Regions from separate parts of the Ovis aries genome. Here region 1 is linked to region 2. Evidence: chromatin contacts called from public Hi-C data. All regions are on one chromosome and are shown on one strand. The core of a region is the stretch at or near the end of the contact, and the rest is flanking DNA. Distances in the headings are between cores, read along the strand shown. Region 1 holds the start of ADCK5 (aarF domain containing kinase 5). Region 2 holds the start of ZNF7 (zinc finger protein 7).

What was found. A called contact is a pair of places that touch in the nucleus more often than the background predicts.
Region 1: a Hi-C map of blood shows a contact between it and region 2, with 2.4 times the contacts expected there. The contact joins the promoter of ADCK5 here to the promoter of ZNF7 in region 2. A contact is called at or near these places in 5 of 16 Hi-C or Micro-C datasets (blood, hypothalamus and muscle).

What each region holds. Positions count from the first base shown.
Region 1 is chr9:13,525,024-13,530,092 of ARS-UI_Ramb_v3.0, reverse strand. It overlaps ADCK5 (aarF domain containing kinase 5), which reads left to right and starts at 3,700. Exons shown (of 13, transcript XM_060393591.1): 1 at 3,700-3,823. The coding sequence starts at 3,718.
Region 2 is chr9:13,294,388-13,300,170 of ARS-UI_Ramb_v3.0, reverse strand. ZNF7 (zinc finger protein 7) reads right to left here and starts at 2,035. Exons shown (of 4, transcript XM_060393589.1): 1 at 1,997-2,035; 2 at 574-618; 3 at 1-97. The coding sequence starts at 576. LOC101116495 (BCL2/adenovirus E1B 19 kDa protein-interacting protein 3-like) reads left to right here and starts at 3,025. Exons shown (of 1, transcript XM_060393643.1): 1 at 3,025-5,783.

The DNA of each region.
Region 1 (5,069 bases), core at 2,451-4,950, 230 kb before region 2:
TCTTAGAAGAAAACATTGTCATCGGCCTTGGCAATTTTTTTAAATATGTCTCCTCAAGCAAGAGAAACAAAAGTAAAAATAAACAAATGAGACTACATCAACCTAAAAAGTGTTTGTACAGTAAATGAAACTATCAACAAAATGAAAAAGCAGCCTACTGAATGGACAAAGATATTAGCAATGGTTACATCCAACAAGAGATTAATATCCAAAACATTCAAAGAACTCATGATGCAACCTCAGTAAAACAAACAAAGCAGTTTAAAAATGGGCAGAAGACCAAAGTAGACAAAAGAAGACATACATATGGAGAGCAGGCACATGAAAAGATGCTCAGCATCATCAGTCATGAGAAAAATCAAAGCCACAATGAGATCTAACCTCACACTCATCAGAATGGTCATTATCAACAAGACAACAAATAAGTGTTGGAGAGGGTGTGTAGAAAAGTGAACCCTTGTATGCTGTTGGTGTTGATGTAAACTGGTGCAGCCACTGTGGACAACAGGATGGAGTTTCCTCAAAAAGTTAAAAATAGAGTTACTATATGATCTATCAATTTCACTTCTGAGTATTTATCTGAAGAAACACTCATTAGAAAACATACATGAGTCCCTATGTTAATTGCAGCATTATTTACGATAGCCAAGATATAGAAACAATCTAATTGCCGATTGACAGATAAGTGGATAAAGAAGATGTGCCACGTATATTATATATATATATACACACACACAATGGAGTATTAGCCACAGAACCCTGTCCTTCAGCTTCCCTGGTAGCAGAGTGGTAAAGAACCCACCTACTGATGGAGGAGACACGAGACGCAGGTTTGATTCCTGGGTCGGGAAGATCCTCTGGAGTAGGAAATGCCAACCCACTCCAGTATTCTTTTTTTTTTTCCACTCCAGTATTTTTGCATGGAAAATCCCATGGACAGAGGAGCTTGGCCGGCTACAATCCATGGGGGTCACAGGAGTTGGGCACAGCTGAGCAGTTGAGCACGATTAGCCATAGAACAGAATGGAATCTTGCCATTTTGACAACATGGATGGACTTAGAGGGTATTTTGCTGAGTGGAGTAAGACAGTGAAAGACAAATACTGTATGATTTCACTTATAAGTGGAATAAAAAGCATAACAAGTGAACAAACATATGAAAACAGACTCATAGATGCAGAGAACAGGTAGTTGCCAGAGGGCAGAGGTATGTAGGATGTGAGTCAACAGGTATGAAATGTCTAGTGGGGAATATAGTCAATAATATAATGTGCAGTGACAGATGGTAACTAGACTTACCCTGGGGATCATTTTATAATGTACAGAAATATTGAATCACTACATTGTTCACCTGGAACTACTGGTGTTGTAGGTCAGTTATACATCAAGAATAAACTCATAGAAAAAGAGATCTGATTTGTGGTTACCAGAAGCAAGGGGTGGGGGGAGGCAGAATTGAATTAAGATGGGTAAAAGGTACAAATTTCCAGTTATAAGACAAGTACTAGGGGGACTTCCCTGGCAGTCCAGTGGTCAGGGCACCATGCTTGACTGCAGCGGGTATGGGTTCGATCCTGAATTAAGATCTTGCATGCCCAGCGGCAGGCTTCCCAGGTGGCACTACTGGTTAAGAACCCTCCTGCCAATGCAGGAGATCTAAGAGACATGGGTTTGATCCCTGAGTCAGGAGGATCCCCTGGAGAAGGTCATGGCAACCCACTCCAGCATTCTTGCCTGGAGAATCCCATCAACAGAGGAGCTTGGTGGGCTATAGTCCATAGGGTCGCAAAGAGTTAGACACAAGTGAAGTGACTTAACATGCATGCATGCCAAGTGGCACAGCCAAAAACAGGTAAGTATTAATACTAGGGATGTAATGTACAGCATGATTAATTAACTGCTGAATGTTACATATGAAAGTTTGTCAGAGTAAATCCTAAGAGACCACAACATAAGGAAAAAATTTGTTTATCTTTTATTTTGTGTTTATACAAGATGTTCAGTGAATGTATTGTAGTGACCATTTCATGATGGATGTGAGTCTAATCATGCTGCACACCTTAAACTTACACAGTGCAGCATCAGTTACATCTCAATAAAACTAGAAGGAAAAAAAGCATTTTATTTCAAAAGCATTTATATATGTATGTATGTATATATATATATGGGCTTCCCTGGTGGCTCAGATAGTAAAGAATATGCCTGCAATGTAGGAGACTGGGTCTCGATCCCTTGGTCGGGATTTACAAGATAATGTAAAAATATGTAGTCATATATTTCATAAATATATATAGATGCAATAACATTTTAAAAGCGCTAAAAAAAAAAAAAAGAATAAAGTTGCGGGAATCCAGGAATCTCTCACACTTCCCAATTACAAAACTTACTACAAAGTTATGCTAGCAGAGCCTTCCCTGATGGTCCAGTAGTTAACACTGTGCTTCCAAGCAAGGGGCGCAGCAGGTTCAGTCCCTGGGTGGGGAACTCCGATCCCACATGCCACAGGGCAATGGAAACCCTCCAGCTGCAATGAAGACCCAAGTCAGCCAAAAAATGGAATCAATCGATACATAACACTTGCTTCTCACCAACTCACCTCCCTGATTCTGACACTGAGACTTTTACTGAGTCTTACTCTTCGCAGCAGCATAGATATGTATGCCCAAGTTCAGTTAGAGTCTATCTTCCTTTTTACCAAGACAGAATTGGAGAAATTTGCTGTGTGCAAGTGGCCTTGTAAATGGCCACACCAAGAAGGTGGTTCATTAACAGGCGTGAGTCACTTCTAGGGAACGTGGGTCGACCTTCTGGAGCGAATGCTTACAGAACATTCCCAGGGTTTCGCACTCCATGCCTTATAGGCAGTCAGGAAGGCCTCTTCCTAGCAGGCTCACAAACAGAAATTCGCTCGTAAAATATACATTATGTTTCTCACCTGGGATAACAAATAATGGAGGCCTTTGAAAGTCCAATCTGAGAGTTTTATAATAACTTCTAGGCATCACGGACTCGATGGACGTGAGTCTGAGTGAAGTCCGGGAGATGGTGACGAACAGGAAGGCCTGGCGTGCTGCGATTCATAGGGTCGCAAAGAGTCGGACACGACTGAGCGACTGAACTGAACTGAACTGACAGCAAACTTAAGGTGGCCTGCGTGGTATCTTAGCATCCTTAACTTGAGAGCCAGGACCTCATATTGCAGCAAGAAAAGCGAGGCTTGAGCAATTAGTCTCCCTAAACCATCGCTTGGAGGTCCCCACCCTGGGTTCAACTCCAGCTGTCCACGCTGACTCCCTAGTGGGGTCTCTTCTCCCTCCCAGCTTCCGCCCTTGCTGTGAACTCCTGGGGGAACAGGTGACCTGACCTCCCCAAGCCTCAGCTTCCACTGGGGGTCGGAAAAGACCCCAGCACCAGGGTCTGGGGACGACAGAGGAGATGGTTGATGGCATCACCGACTCGATGGACGTGAGTTTGAGCGAGCTCTTGGAGTTGGAGATAGACAGGGAAGCCTGGCGTGCTGCAGTCCATGTGGTCGCAAAGACGCACACGACTGAGCGACTGAACTGAGCTGAGCGGTGCCTGACCGCGTGCGTTGACGGAGCGCAGGTACTGGCCCTAAAGCTAGTGGGCCGGGAGCCGCCAGGGGGCGCTGCTCCACTGCGGCCGCGGGACTACTCGGGGGCGTGGCCTGTAGTCCCCGCCCGCCCGTAGGGCGGCATGAGCGTGCGCACTGCGCCCCTCCCGCAGGGCCTGCTGGGCCGGCGGCGGGTGTGGCGAGCGTGGAGAGCGGGAGCTGAGCTGCGGACCGAAAATGTGGAGACCTGTGAGACCCCGCGCGCTCGCGCCCCTGCCGCGGCTCGGGCCGCCCGGCCGGGACCCGCAGGGCCCAAGACTCGCTCCCCAGGGATCCTCCCGGCTGGCCGGAGCCCGTCACAGCCCTCAGGCAGCCTGTCCTCGGGTCCCTGCTTCAGCCCCCAGGCTCTGTGGGGGAGACGTCGGGCCTTCCCTGCCGCAAGCCGCAGCTCCGCTTCTCCGAGGCTGCTTCTTGGTGCGGGAGTCTTGTCTCAGAGGCGACTCTCCAAGCCTCCTTCCCCGCGAGGGACGACCCTCTCGTCCTTTACGGACGACCCTCCCCAGGGAGACGCCCTTTCCCGAGGCGACTGCCTGGCGCCCATCGCCTCCGCCTGCCCCGTATCTGCCTCAGACCCCTCGCCGCTGCAGGCTCTGACCGAATCACAGAGCGGACCCGCCGCCTTTTCTTCACCTGCTCCCTTGGGCACCCTTTTCTCCTTGTCACCAGCCCAGCCCGGGTCATCCCGGGCTGACTGCTGCCCCCCGACTCTGGGGAGACAGGACTTGCGGGGGCGGCAGGTGGGCTGACAGCTGCTGCGGCCCGGCTCTGTCTCGGGGTCACCCCTCCTCTCAGGCCTTCCTAGGTTTCTGCCTGGCCCTGAGCTGCCCTCCTAACTCAGCTTCTTTTGGTCCTGAACATGGCACCTGCCTTTCCAGTCTCTCCCACCCCCCCACCCCGCGTGGGACCTCCCGTTTTATTGCATCTCCACACCTTTCAAACAGGGTGTCATAGTTGTTGACCCAGGTCTTAGCCACTCCCCAAAAACCTAGCCCTTTTCTTGTGGTTGGTTTAGAGGTGAGGAGACTGAGTGGGGCTTATTATCATTTTCAACATGGAATTTTCTGTAGACCTGGTAGTTTTCTAATAAGCCTAGCCTGTGGATTTAGGTGTCAATACAAATGAATGTCCATTAGCTTCTGTGGCTTGTAGAGTGGCTCCATTACACAGGGGTGTTTTGTGGGTGAGATGATGAAGCAGTGTTAGTCTGAGAATCAGGTAGAGACAGTGAGTTGGTCTTTTATAGTTTATAAAGCTGCTTCACTCATTCAGGTCACTGAGTCCTCTACGCAGCCCTCGGGAGTGGCAGGCTGGCTTTGGCCCTTGAGCAGGAGATGCTCATGACCAGTAAGTAGAGCACGGCCCAGTAGGGGCTTCTGAGTCCAGACTGGCGCTGAGAGGGTCAGAGACCCTAGAAAGGCAAAGGACACGGTGTTCA
Region 2 (5,783 bases), core at 786-3,285:
GCATCACCTCCTTGTAGAGAGCCCTCTGGCCAGGGTCCAGACACTGCCATTCCTCCCGCGAGAAGTGCACGGCCACATCACCAAATGTCACAGCCTCCTGTAAGGACACATACCAGTCTCCTGGCTGTCTCAAGTACACAGACCACAAGGCTGAGTGAGACAGTCACCAGGCCCCTTTGGTTTTAAAATCGAGGGAAGGAAGGAATTCCCTGGCTGTCTTGCAGTCAGGACTCTGCTTTCACTGTAGGCGGCACAGGCTCCGTCCCTGGTCAGGGAAGTAAGATCCTGCAAGCTGTGCAGTGTGGCCAAAAAATAAAATAAAATCAAGGGGAGGGACGGTATGGAGGAGAGGGCGGGACCCAGACCATGGGGATCTATAACCCTCCCCCAAGAGCCTCAGGCAGGCCCAATCTGAGCAGGTTTGTTCACTATCCTGGACACACCCGAGATTGACAAGGGGTCAGCAAGAGGCCGAGGGTCTAGGTCCAGGCCCATTGGGCACGGTGGGTGCCCAGAGCAGCAGATAGGGGCCTCACAAGACGAGGGAGGGAACAGGGGAAGTCAGACTCCTACCATGAGGCTCGGTGCGTAGGAATCCACGTGTCCTGGCTGAGAGACCTGTTGGCAGTTACCAAAGAGTCAGAGGTCACGATCCTGGAGGCCCCAACCTCTCACTTCCAAACTCATCGAGGGGGTACCACGTCCTCCAATCCTTTACTTCCAACTCCAACTGTTCTCTGGCAGGGACTTGCGGTGGGGCCAAAATGGCCGTAGCACTACGTATCTGCCCTCCAAAGCTTCATTCATCTTTTGGAGGGTGTGACATGGAAGAATTACTCCACAAACATGTAATGGATAGTTGCCACGTGTACCAGGTGCTTGGCTACGCAATAGGGATGTGGCAGTGAACAGCACACAAGGACTCTACCTTCTTGGAGCAGCCTAGTGGGGGAAAGAGTTAACTGACCATGCAAACAAACCAAAATTACAACTGTGATGACAGCACACGTACAAGGGACTCAGAAAGCATTTAAACTAGGAAACTCTGACTTAGTCTGATGGGTCACTTCCCCTAGGTGCTAACTCGGTGCTAATGGGGGTGGGGAGGGAACGCGTAGGCAGCAGGAACAGACTGTGCAAGGTCCAGAGGCAAGGACCCTCCGAGGCAAGAAAGACTAGGGCTGAATGAGCCAGTGGGGCAAGATCTCAGGCAGCAAGATGAGTCATGGTGTGACGGGCGGCTGGAGTACACAGGAACCAGAAAGATGGACTGCAGGGAGAAGAGGAGGGGACACCTGACCACACCCCAACCCTCGTACAAAAACCTGACCCCTCTCCGGGCATCCCCCTGGGAGGTCAGAAAGAGAAGTGGACTTCCTAAGGGAGATTCTGACTCCAAAAGCGGCTTGAGGGAAGAAGCTTTAGGCCATGAGCTGATTCAGACTGCAGTGACCACTGTCAAGCGGTTCCCCACCTGGGCCTGGCCAGCAGCAGGCATGTGCCTCCCACTGCTGGATCCTGGGTCCCCTGTAGAGAAGTACAGGCTTTAAGTAGCAGCCGGAATTAAGAGAAAATACACAGCCTTCGATCCCAAGACATAGCCCTTTTGGCCACCTTCACGAAGTCTAGGTCTTGAAGGAGCAGTGAGAGAGGGTAAAAGAGTGCCCCCGAGGGAGATGATGGGTATGCAGGCTGGAGCATGCCTAGAACCGGAGGGGAGGCTACGAGGCTGCCGCGAGGCCGGATCTGTGAGATGACCCCTCCCGCTTCTTCCCGGCTAAGACGGACAAGGCTCGACCACCGCCCTACCCGACGCCAACGGGCTCTCAGAGCCGCCCGCTCCACCAGCGCTTCCCAGCGGAGAGGCCAGGGGAGCGCCGGGCCCGCCGCATCGGAGGCGGAAGGACGCGGGGGCCGGTAGGAGACCTCTTAGCCCAAGGGGAGAGGAGAACGTGGGCCGCCCCGACTCTAATCCACGCCCTCAGCACCGACTCACCCTCCCGGGCCCAGCCAGAGACTCTAGCAGCGCGACGACGCCGGAAACGGGCCTCGGATACTCGCCGCCGCTCGCCTCGCAGACTTCCGGTTGCTCTGGGCGGTTCGGAGGCTCAGCCGACTCGGTGGTTCCCAGCCGGCCCCCAATCCGGGGAGCCGGAGAAGGGGCGGGGCCAGGTAGCTTGGGAACCGACAGAGCCCGGAGCGGGCGGGGCGGAATCCGGTAAAGGGCGGGGTCACAGTGCAAGGAGGGCGGGGCTGAAGCCGAGGGAAAGCGAGGGCCCGGGCCCGCTGCTGTGTGGCCTAGGGGAGGGGAGCAAACCCGGACGAAGCCGGAGGAGAGCGACCTGAGGGTCGCCCGGGCCGGCCCCGCGCACCTCTGGTCACAGTCTGGGCCGCTGGTCCCCGCATTGGGTTCTGTGTGCGGGCTGCTGCCGGGCAGAACGCGCCTGCTGGGCCTGTTCCAGGCTCCAGGACTACAGAGACGCCGCTGCCCCAGCTGTGCCCAGTGGAGTACGGGGGCGAGCGGCCAGGTGGGGCGCAGAGGAGCCCTGTGGAGAGAGTAGATGTTCCTGTCCTTGGTGTGGAGATGTCTCGGGCCGCGGGCACCGCAGAGTGTGGAGGGGCACCGACAGCCCAGAGATGAAGCTGGGAGGGCTGCAGAAAGGGTGAGGACCACCAGGAGGAGCGGCCTAGACCGGGACGTCTGGCTGGGGTCCCTGGCTGCGTCGCGGGGCTCCAGGCAGCCGGACAGCCTAGGACCCGCCGAGAGACCTCAGGCGGTGGGCCCTCAGGCGAAGGGCGGCGCGCCCGGGTGTCAGGTCAAGGCTGCTCCTCGCTGTGCCCTCTCCCACCCCAGCTTTGTCTGGCTCCTGGGGCAGCCTGTTCTGGGTGTTCTCCCATACCCACGCGGTCCTGTGTGTAGGGGGAGGGCACCCCAACTTCTTCGGGATTCGGCAGGAGCCTCCTCTTCGGCAGCCCAGCTCCCTCAGCTTTGGGGATGACGCTGCGCGCGTCTTCGGAGGCCACAGCTTCCCGTGCAGTCCGGGCCCTTGGAACTTCTCACACTGGACATCCCTGGAGCGGCAAGGTTGAGGGGAGGGCCCTGACACCAGCCTCATTGATGATCCAAACCCTGAGGTCCCTGGCAAAGCCCCAGTGAATGGGCGCAAGCCCAAGGAAGGAGATGGACAGTCAGTTCCTGGACAGACTCCTAGGGGAGGTGGAAGGGAAAACTTAGTATGCTCAGAGTAACCAGCTCTTTTCCCTGGGCGCTTGGGCAATGTGGTCTGGGTCTCCCACCCCATGCCTCCAGATGGCGAACAATTCTCAGCTCTCCCATCTCCACGTCCTCCCTGATAACTCTTGACAGCATTTGTGCAAAAGATGAATAGATGAAGAAATGGAGAATGGGAAGGGACTGGGTATACACCTGCTTCTTAACCCTAACCCCTAGCCAAGTACTCAGGCACCCTGAGCTCACTGGTGTCCTGACCTGCTGGGTCCCCCTTCTGCTGGAGTGTCATCACACTGCACCATCTTGAGGTAGGAGGTCCTGGCAAACCTGGGCCCCAGCCTAGCCCCTCAAGGTGAGGGGAGTACTCCTACTCAATGTGAGGCTGACCCAGGGAGCCAGAGGGGGAGCCAGGGCTGACACTGGGATCTTCAGACTGATGACAGAACCACCTCAGCTGCCACAAGAGTCTGGCCCAGAGTGTCCACCCGGCAGACACCTGGGCAGTGTGGGAGGTGTGGGGACCAGGGTGCTGAGGGTGCTACCTGGGAGCGGGGTGAAGGAGGCTGTGTCTGTCCACTGAAGGCCATTCCAGGGCCTCCATACCTGAGTTCCGTAATCCTCACTGAGCCTTGGACCCGCTGAGCAAACAGACTGTTAACAGCCAGGGGCCTGCATGGTCCCCTAAATGTTCACAGTGCCTCTTCTCTGGGCAAACCCAAATCACTTTCCAGCTATTTCCAGCTTGGAATTAGGATTCTGCGCTGTAAGTGTTCCCAGGGGAAAAGCCATGCTTGAAAGTTATTTTCGAGGACTTCCCTGTTGGTGCAGTGGATGGGAGGGGACACAGATTTGATCCCTGGTCCAGGAGGATTCCACGTACAAGAACTGTTGAGGCCCACGTGCCTAGAGATTGTGCTCCGCAACAAGAGAAGCCACCAGAATGAGGAGCCCACACACGGCAATGAAGAGTAGACCGGCTTGCTGCAACTAAAGAAAGCCCACAAAAAAAAAGAAAGAAAGAAAGAAAGAAAGCCCACACAAAAGCAACGAAGATCCAGCACAGCCAAAAATCAATCAATCAATAATTAAATTATCTTCAAGAATTCCCTGGCAATCCAGTCGTTAGTTCTCTACACTGTCACTGCCGAGCACACAGATTCACTTCCTGATTGGGGAATTAAGATTCCACAAGATGTGTGGACAAAATATGTATATATATTTTTAAAGAGATGTGTTTCCAAGGCCACTTTCTGTGGTCTAGTAGATGGCACAAGGAAATAACACATTCAGTGAAGTGGGACAGAGCCGCTGAAGGCTGTCACTATCCCTGAACACTCAGGAATCTCCTACTGAGTTAAAATGTATGTGGATTTTGTTTTAATCAGGGATGGTAAGATGTCAGAAAAAGCAAAGAGTTCCAGAAAAACATCTATTTCTGTTTTATTGACTGTGTGGATCACAATAAACTGTGGAAAATTCTGAAAGAGATGGGAATACCAGACCACCTGACCTGCCTCTTGAGAAACCTGTATGCAGGTCAGGAAGCAACAGTTAGAACTGGACATGGAACAGACTGGTTCCAAATAGGAAAAGGAGTATGTCAAGGCTGTATATTGTCACCCTGCTTATTTAAATTATATGCAGAGTACATCATGAGAAATGCTGGGCTGGGAGAAGCACAAGCTGGAATCAAGATTGCCAGGAGAAATATCAATAACCTCAGATATGCAGATGACACCACCCTTATGACAGAAAGTGAAGAAGAACTAAAGAGCCTCTTGATGAAAGTGAAAGAGGAGAGCGAAAAATTTGGCCTAAAGCTCAACATTCAGAAAACTAAGATCATGGCATCTAGTCCCATCACTTCATGGGAAATAGATGGGGAAACAGTGGAAACAGTGGTTGATTTTATTTTGGGGGGCTCCAAAATCACTGCAGATGGTGATTGCAGCCATGAAATTAAAAGACGCTTACTCCTTGGAAGGAAAGTTATGACCAACCTAGACAGCATATTAAAAAGCAGAGACATCACTTTGCCAACAAAGGTCCGTCTAGTCAAGGCTATGATTTTTCCAGTAGTCATGTATGGACGTGAGAGTTGGACTATAAAGAAAGCTGAGCGCCAAAGAATTGATGTCTTTGAACTGTGGTATTGGAGAAGAGTCCCTTGGACTGCAAGGAGATCCAATGAGTCCATCCTAAAGGAGATCAGTCATGGGTGTTCATTGGAAGGACTGATGTTGAAGCTGAAACTCCAATATTTTGGTCACCTGATGCGAACAGCTGACTCATTTGGAAAGCCCCTGATGCTGGGAAAGACTGAGGGCGGGTGGAGAAGGGGATTACAGAGGATGAGATGGCTGGATGGCATCACCAACTCAATGGACATGGGTTTGGGTGGACTCCGGGAGTTGGTGATAGACAGGGAGGCCTGGCGTCCTGCAGCTCATGGGGTCTCAAAGAGTTGAACATGGCTGAGCAACTGAACTGAACTGAAGATGTCAGAAATGCAGGTGGGCTTTTATACTCACAGGTGTCTAGAAATGGGAGG